Regions from separate parts of the Mus musculus genome. Here all the other regions are linked to region 1. The links are chromatin contacts, called in public HiChIP or PLAC-seq and promoter capture Hi-C maps. All regions are on one chromosome and are shown on one strand. Each heading gives the region's core, a stretch centred on a gene start, on an enhancer-like site or on the middle of the called end of the contact. The rest is flanking DNA. Distances are from core to core; before and after follow the strand shown. Region 1 holds the start of Cox6c (cytochrome c oxidase subunit 6C). Region 2 overlaps Vps13b (vacuolar protein sorting 13B). Region 3 overlaps Vps13b (vacuolar protein sorting 13B).

The links. Promoter capture Hi-C pulls out the DNA fragments that hold promoters and counts their contacts. HiChIP or PLAC-seq counts read pairs in DNA pulled down with a chosen protein or histone mark.
Region 2: a contact with region 1 is called in a promoter capture Hi-C map of neutrophils, with 3 times the contacts expected there. The contact joins the enhancer-like site here to the promoter of Cox6c in region 1. A contact is called at or near these places in 4 of 39 promoter capture datasets (embryonic stem cells, hematopoietic stem and progenitor cells, hippocampal neurons and 1 more) and 3 of 9 other capture datasets (adipose tissue, liver and macrophages).
Region 3: an H3K27ac HiChIP or PLAC-seq map of extraembryonic endoderm stem cells shows a contact between it and region 1, with 2.7 times the contacts expected there. The contact joins the enhancer-like site here to the promoter of Cox6c in region 1. A contact is called at or near these places in 4 of 39 promoter capture datasets (the 3T3-L1 cell line, frontonasal cranial neural crest, liver and 1 more), 3 of 115 datasets of contacts at active chromatin or transcription factors (extraembryonic endoderm stem cells, large pre-B cells and pro-B cells) and 3 of 9 other capture datasets (adipose tissue, liver and macrophages).

Annotation. Positions count from the first base shown.
Region 1 is chr15:35,936,796-35,939,628 of GRCm38.p6, reverse strand. It overlaps Cox6c (cytochrome c oxidase subunit 6C), which reads left to right and starts at 1,383. Exons shown (of 4, transcript NM_053071.2): 1 at 1,383-1,504; 2 at 2,345-2,474. The coding sequence starts at 2,358.
Region 2 is chr15:35,428,731-35,431,563 of GRCm38.p6, reverse strand. It overlaps Vps13b (vacuolar protein sorting 13B), which reads right to left. Exons shown (of 62, transcript NM_177151.4): 7 at 1,280-1,454. Among named protein-coding and RNA genes, the nearest start is that of Gm24771, 57 kb to the left of the region's middle. Within about 2 kb of position 1,338, at least 9 of the 459 cell types and tissues checked have an H3K27ac peak or open chromatin away from gene starts, as enhancers often do. A contact at or near this core is called in hematopoietic stem and progenitor cells and neutrophils, where this site is marked.
Region 3 is chr15:35,614,209-35,617,041 of GRCm38.p6, reverse strand. The region is part of intron 23 of Vps13b (vacuolar protein sorting 13B); the gene reads right to left. Among named protein-coding and RNA genes, the nearest start is that of Mir599, 45 kb to the left of the region's middle. Within about 2 kb of position 1,496, at least 4 of the 459 cell types and tissues checked have an H3K27ac peak or open chromatin away from gene starts, as enhancers often do. A contact at or near this core is called in extraembryonic endoderm stem cells, where this site is marked.

The sequences.
Region 1 (2,833 bases), core at 134-2,633:
GTCTCCTTGTTGCTGGATTAAAATTCCCCTACATTGTATCAGTTCAAAGAACGCTCAGACTGTTCACTGTCATATAAAATCTGCTTGAAGGCTAAAGTTGTATTCTAAGTTTAAATTACTGGGCTTAAGAGATCTATCAATCAAACATGCCTCTAACCTGTAAGCCTCACTTGCCCAAGGGCAGATAATCTCTGGAGTGCTGGGGGCTGTTACTTATGTAAGATAGTGAACTATGGTGTTTTCTCTTCTGTAAACAACCTCACTTGCCCCAACTTTACAGGATAAGCTTGATCACACACAGGTGGAGGTAGGCTGGAGGTTCATAAGGAAATACATTGGGATCTAAGCGTGCCCCTGATTGGACGAAGGTGGGAAGTACTGACCCTTTGGGGGTTGCCTTTATAAGCCTCTGACTGAGTTGTAATGTGGCGATGTATTTTGGGATTCCTAGGTATGCACCTGACAGTGTCCACTGAACTGGCCAATGCTTAATAAAGCTTGTTTTAAATTTGGTTCAAAACTTACAGTAGCCGTTTTCACTATTCTCACCGGGTGGGATTAACCGTAGCCCTGGTACTCTGATCCCGTGAACCTTTCTTTGTAACCATGGGTTCAGTTCAGTGGTTTCACACCTTCAGTTATTCTCCATATAGTGTGATGGTGCATGTGTCACTGCTCAAGCAGGGTTCCTAAGCCCTCTCAAACCCTGCATATATATAAAGTAGGCTTACTCAGCTGACTTAAGTAACACCTGTGAATCTAGTTGATGTCACTGAAGTAAGATAAACGTCCCAAGGCACGAAAAGTCATCTTTAGTCGGCTTTCCAAAAACATCCCTGTTGTTCCCGTTCACACGTTATTTTTTATTAAGAACCCGACACAAATACCCATTACGATTTGTTAAGCAGATCATTGAGTCTGGCAGTGGAGTGGGATCACATCTCTAGTTTGTTCCACAGCATCGGTTCTAAAATTACATGTTAAACTCTGAAATTGGCCTTTCTCGCTCTTTGCCAAAAACCAAGCGTTTATTGTGCCGAGGTAGTTGTAATGAAAATGCTTATTCATGTGGTTTGGGCAATCCTTTGACACAAATGTCATGTCCCCCAAGATATGCCTTTTCTCAAGGTTGGGCATTTAGAAAAAAAAAGCTCTCAGATGATGTAGTGCCTTTATAGAGTATATTATTTTTTCCCCACATGTGAAATATATACGAATTCCTTAATAAGTTCACAACACCGGACAAGATTAATATTTGTAATTTACTGAAGAAACCTTTGTAGGTAGTCAGGACTCGTTTTCAAGGTCCTGTTTAGGGAAAAAAAAAAAAAAAAAAGACATAGTGTAACTGGCATAAATTTCAGCTGTGACCGGCTGGATGCGCGCTTGAATACTTTTGGACTCCTTAGGCCACCGTCGCCGGGTCCTCCATCGACTCTTGCGCATGCGTGCTGCTGGAAGGCTCTCCGTTTCTCCGAGAACCGGGAAGGACGTTGGTGTAGAGGTGAGAATGGTGGAGAGAGAGAGGAGATTCTGGGGTTTGACAACTGCGGGTTTCTCGGCTTCTCGTGGGGGCGGCGAACTAGGATGTCTTGCACGTCACAGCCCAGTGGAGCCTCGGGCCTGCCTTCCTCGTGGGCGCGTTGCCCCCGCCGCGTCCTCAGGAGGCTGCGGGCCTGACCGGCCTGAACTCGGGCGGCCCCGCCATCTCCCCGCGTGCGCTCTTAGGGCTCCGGAGGAGCTCTGCGGAGCCTCAGGGTCTCGCTGGTGGCCGGCCGGGCCCGTTTCCCCTTGTATTTTGCCGCGGCCAGGTTGACCTTGATTGGGTCGTTTGACCTGCGGGGGCTGGTGCTCCAGTTGGATAAGGGGTGCGACCTTGGAGGGGACTCAGGCACCGAGGGGCCCCGGTGGTCGGCCTGGTGTGGGAGTAGAATTGGGAAGCTGGAGGGTCCCCGATCTGTCGCGCCTGCTCCACCGGCCCTCGGGGCGCTTGCTGGGCTCTAGTCCCACAGCTTCAGTGACCTGAGTTCTCCCCGAAGGCTTTTCTTCCTAAGGGTGAATTCTGAAAAGGCAACAGCTAGGTCGCATCTGCCTTTCTGTGGATGGGGGACACTTTTGTCATGGTTTTTGCTCATCGGTTTGTTGCTGGTTACCGCCTTGTTGCGGGTAGTGGAAATGCGTAGGAGAGGAGCGGGCAAAGATGAAGTTGCCAAAGTCATTGACCTTGCAGGAGGGGTTAGGCCGCGATTGTAGATACTAAACTACGTTGTGCATGTAGAGTTCATTCAATCACTTAACCTGTTACAAGCCTTTTTTTTTTCCCCTCCTTGTTTTACTCGCAAAGGACATTGGCTACCATGAGTTCCGGTGCGCTGTTGCCCAAACCACAGATGCGTGGTCTTCTGGCCAAGCGTCTGCGGGTTCATATTGCTGGCGCATTCATTGTGGCCCTGGGAGTTGCCGCTGCCTATAAGGTATGTGCTTTAGGTCACAAGCTGTTCGTTTAAAACATTATTTTTTAAACCTAGTTAAGAGCTGTTTAAAAAAGAAACTCTATCTTCAAGATATTTCCCTCATTTACCTTCCAAAGGCTTCAACGTAACAGAAACCCTATCTTCAAATGAAAATGCGCCACAGTCATTACAGGTTCCCTCTTCCCAGGTATCAAGGTAAAGCTGACAACCAAGAAATCTGATGTTATAATTTACTCTAAGTCTGGAGATCTGAGCACCAAGGGAATGTTGGTATACTACCCAATACAGAAGCCTTGAGGGGAAAGTGTTAGCAGTTTTAACTGCTTATCCCAGTGTCCTGGTACAAGTCCCAGGGTTGG
Region 2 (2,833 bases), core at 89-2,588, 510 kb after region 1:
CAGTACAGTGGAACACCAGGGCCAAGAAGTGGGAGTGGGAGGGTGAGGGAGTGGGTGGGGGAGCGTGTGGGGGACTTTTGGCATAGCATTCAAAATGTAAATGAAATAAATACCTAATTTTAATAATTTTAAATAAAAAAAAAAACAGTAAAGAACACATCTGGCTTTGCAAAGGAAAAAAGAAAAAAAAAAAAAAAAAAAAACAGGAAAATTAAGCCAAACTCCTCCAGAAGCAAACAGCAGAGTTGTTTTCTTCCACTGATAAAATAAATAATTAAAATATAAAAATAAATAAACCTAACTACTGTCTTAGGTCCCAGAAAGCAGTAATATTTTCTTCCATGTATGTATGTTCATGTGCTGTTCTAATGTGGAAGCACATGTGAGGGGTGTAGAGACGCAAGGCTGACATTAGGTATCTTCTCCTTTGGTCTGCACCACACTCCTTGAGGCAGGTTCTCACAGTTACTACAGATTCTGACTATCCAGCTTACTCTGCAGAGCCAGCCTCAGCCTTCCAAGGACTGGAAGCCCTGAGGGCCAGCAGAAAGAACACGCAACCTCAGGAGGTTAAGAGTTTGAGGGAACCATCCAGAATATACCAGAGACCTGGGAAGTGAGAGACTCTTGGGACTCAAAGAGAGGGACAATAGATGAAATGCCCTACAGTAGGGAGAGGGAACTTGTAGAGCCTGTCTCCAGCAATAAGACAGGGATGGGGTCGCCATCCCACAGTCAAAACTCTGACTTATAATTGTTCCTGTCTGAAAGCACTGCAGGAATGGAAATGGGAGAGGAGCCTAAGGAAAAGAAGCTCCAGGCCCAAAGCGGGATCCAACTCAAGGGGAGGCCCCAAGACCTGACACTGTTACTGAGGCTATGGAGCACTCACAAAAAGGGACCTAGCATGACTGCCCTCTGAAAGACCCAACAAGCAGCTCAAAGAGTAAGAGGCAGACATTTGCACCCAACCAATGGACAGAAGCAGCTGACCCCTGTGGTTGCATTAGGGGAAAGCTGGAAGTTACTAAAGGCCGGTACTTGTGAAAACACTTGAAATATTTAGTCATCAAAATTATGCAAGTGAAAACCATAAGCTATGATAACACAATCTTCAGAATGGTGACAAATGAAAACATGCTGGCTTCAGCAAATGCTGGCAGGACAGACAGTGACTGGAACGGTCACTTACTGCTGATAGACCTCAGTTTGCTATACTTTTAAAGTTTTAAGTTGTAAAAATGAATAGTTCTAAAAATTAAGTTTCTGTTATACCTACCTGTAAGGTTTGCTAGTGTATCTTTACTGAGACAGGGCGGGTCTTCTGTTTCACCATCTTTAAAGTTGCCTATTTCTCCATAATACAGAGCAATCCCAAGCTGCATTATACGGATAAACATAGGTAGCTGCTGGTCTGTGATAGAAAGCTTCAGACTCTCTACCAAGGTATGGATCTGTAATATGAGACAGTAAAGCACCATCAAGCAGATGTTTGAAGGAGATGTCTTCTAAAGTCAGTAGATCAATGGCAAGTCCTACAATGAGACATTATGTAAAAACCAACAATGTCTCAAGCACTTCTAATAAGAAAACAAAAATAATATACATACAAAAATTTTAGGAATTACAAAATATTTACTGTGATGATTATGCTTTAGAATAAGTCAGATTAAGAAAATTACTATGGAAACAACTAATAATCAAGATACATTCATATGAGATTTCTAGAGTATTTTAGAAAAGAAATTACATAACTAGGTAACTGAGAATATGACTATTTCCTCCCTTCACCCTTTTTTAAAAAATGGGCAAATCTAATTTCATGATGTCATTTTAGTAAAATTTCAATCACTCTTTTCAATTTTATTAATCATAGGCATCCTAAAACCATATGTTAAAATTGGCTAAGAGACTCACATTATAAATATATAAGTATGGAAATAATTAAAGTGTTATTATCAACTACATAAAATAAAGTAACTTTATGATCAAGGATTTTTTCTGATAGTTTTTAAAGAAATTAAAACATGACACAAAAATTTTAAAAAATAAGATTATCACTAAATACAATATAATATCCAAAGTTCTCCTTTGATTGTTAAGAAAGAGACAACTATGGAATGTTAACATAGCTTGACTGTAATAGTTTCCTGCTGTTACATAAATATGGAGAAAAAATAATTAAGCCAACTCTCTTAAAAAGTTTATTGTGTAGCCGGACATGGTGGCGCACGCCTTTAATCCCAGCACTCAGGAGGCAGAGGCAGGTGGATATCTGAGTTCGAGGCCAGCCTGGTCTACAGAGTGAGTTCCAAGACAGCCAGGGCTATACAGAGAAACCCTGTCTTCAGGGGAAAAAAAAAGTTTATCGTGAATAACTAAAATCAAGTCTAAAATCAAGTCTCTTAGGTTTATTGTAAGTAAGCAGCATTGGAGTATCTATGAAGCATGAAAAAGAAATCATAAAAATCATTATTGGAAATCAAGGCACCAAAATAACAGTACTCTCCAGTGGGGAACAATCTAAGTTGCAGGGACAGAAAACTTTCAAACATAATCACGAGTTCCTTAAAAGCTACCTAAGAATCCAACAGTGACTAAGCTGTGAATTGCTTAAAAAGAAATGAGGGGGAAGGGAGAATATATAAAACTGCTGCTAAATTTGTGTGAGAGAAGAACTAGATTGGCTGGCTGACTGGAGAACTTGCAGGTTCGTTGAACTGGGTCTTGCTATAAAACCAACCTGGCCTTAAATGTGTAATCCTCCCACATTAGTATACAGAAAGCCAGGATAACAGGTACGAATGCACAACACTGGCCTAACCTTTTCTTG
Region 3 (2,833 bases), core at 247-2,746, 320 kb after region 1:
AGACTATATAACATCTTAGAATTTTATACTGTATTATAGGTAAAGTAGACGGATATAATTCCAATTGGAATATTGAAAATTCATTATTCTGGTATATATAGATATAGATATAGATATAGATATAGATATAGATATATACACACACATATATATATTTGTAATTACTATATATACTTCTATACCTTTCATACATTATAAGCATAAGAAGAATGTTAAATACAAGAAATAAAAACAGAAATAGAAGTCCTAACACCCTCTTTGCCACTATAGTAGATAGTAAATGTTCCATATATATATATATATATGGAACATTTACTATCTACTATATATATATATATATATATATATATAATAAATAGTGGATATATAGTGAAAAATAGTGGATATTCATACATAGTGGATATTAATGTTCCATCAAATACCATATACATATATGATAAATGTGAACATTCAAAATATCTAAACCAGGAAACTCTGAAATTGGGAGTTTAGGTAATATAATAAATACAGGTAGAGGGTAGTTGGTAACTTGGCTAGAAACAATAATTTCATAGTAGGACATGGTCCGCCCTGCACACCTTGCCTGTTCCAGATATAATATTTTCCTACTAAGGAAAAAAATGAGTACTTTAAATCATCTGTAACTGATTTTAAACTAATTTTTAAACCTGTATCAAATTCTATGCTGTTTACAAAATTAAACCTCTGCCACCATCATCTCCTGTACTTGGAATGATTTCAGATTCTCACTTTAAATAAATAGGTATATTTGTATGTGTTTCCAAACTTTATTCTAACAAATACTAAGTGATGATTATGGAACAAGATCACATTTAAATTTGTTAAAAACGTCACAGTTGACACTGGCACTCTTAGAAAAAATTCCCAACATGCATGCGAGGAAACATGAGAGACTACCTAGTAGGATGTCTTTAGCCTGCTGGGAACTCTGGCCTTTGTTCCTTCCCTGTGAGTGCTCAGGCCCTGCCTTGTACTTTCAGTCTACAAACAAACAAGGCCCAAACATGCAAAGAGTGAGTTAAACTGAACCTTGAGGATCACTGGTATCTACCCCCAAAACGAACATTTAAGTTATAGCTATCATCATACTCTATATTGAGTAACTGTACACATTCTCCAAGGATTAGAAAAAAAAGTAAGTATGTCCACTCTCTATAGGACACTTGAAGAGTTCTAGCAAATATACTAAGGAACTCAAAAATAAAATAGTATTAATGCCATCTACAAGGGAAAGAAATACATGTGTATGGTATTCTTTCACAAGAGTATATGCACACCTCCATGGTCATAAAAGCACAGCAAAGGCAAGAACTGTTACCACTGCAACCAATACCAACTGGCAAACAGAAAGGAGATGTGACATTGTCAAGCCCAATCAACTCTGTGTTTTTAACAAACCCAATTTGCATAAGACCAGCAGCTAAACTCCAATTCCCTGAAGAAAATCACAAAGTCCACAAAAGCAAACATCCTATGGCAATCCACTCCCCTTAGCAACAGCCAGTCAGGATACAATGGTGGGATCACAGTACATAGAGATAACTGAAGACTTCCCGAAGAGAATAGATAACTTAGCCATGCTGCTCATCAGGAGGTTTTGTAGTCCTGTTCGGTTTGTGTAGATTACACCAGAAATGCAGTTTTAAAAATATTAACTTGTTGACCCATAATGAAAAACCCCTAAGTCTGCTGTTACCACAATAGACTTGGGCTCTCACTCTGACCAGGTGCTATGGTGAGAGTCTGAGAGAGCTTGCTCACAAGCTCATTAAAGACCTTTATGAGTTCTACAATTGAACTGACTCCTTGGTAGTCTTCAGATACCTGCAACTTGGGCATAACAACATAAATGCACAATTGGACTTTCCTTGTCAATGCAAATACAAAGAATATGCTAATATATACCACGTGATGTGAGGATCTCAAAAATCTGTTATACTGGGTGAGTAATGTCAGAAGTAAAAGACTGTATACTGTATGATTCTAGTTTATTAAAATATCCAGAGCAGACAATGTTACGGGGGAAAAAAGCAGGTCAGTGTTTGCTTGTGCCAAGAGGTAGAAAAAGAATAATTGCAACTTTGGGATGATTGACATATTATGCTCAACTGTATCATTGGTAATGGTCAGTTTTAAAATAAAACTATCTTAAAATTGTTGAATTCTGTATCTACAATTCCTTGTAGTAATATTGTGTGTGTGTGTGTGTGTGTGTGTGTGTGTGTGTGTGTGTGTGTGTGTGTGAATGAAAGCAGTAGAAGGACATGACAGGGCACTCCTTTAAATCTGACACTCAGCACACAGAGACTAGCAGATCTTTGTGAATTTGAAACCAAGCTGGTCATACTCTGGTTTCTCTTCAGATCGTATGAAACCAAGCTGGTCAACACAGCAAGTTCCTGGAGAACCAGGGCTACAATCGTGAGGCCCTACATCAAAGTAAGAGACAGACAGACAGACAGACAGACAGACACACACACACACACACACACACAAACATACACACATACACAGAGGAGGGAGGGAGGAGGAAGGGGAGAGGTAGGGAAGGATAGAGGGAGAATAGCAGTGAACACTTGCTTTGAACTATCTTAGGAAAACAAAGTTATCACAGGGCTAATCATGTTCTGCTGTATTTTCACCAACTGTGCTAATGCATTCTATTTCTATAATATACCGCTAATGATCTGTCATTGTCCTTAGAGTTTACCAACATTTCTAATACCACAAATACATTCCCTAGGATCACTTGACTAGCTTTCTAGTAACCAGGACAAAAATATTTCCAAAAGGGAGAAAGTCTTAAAATAAG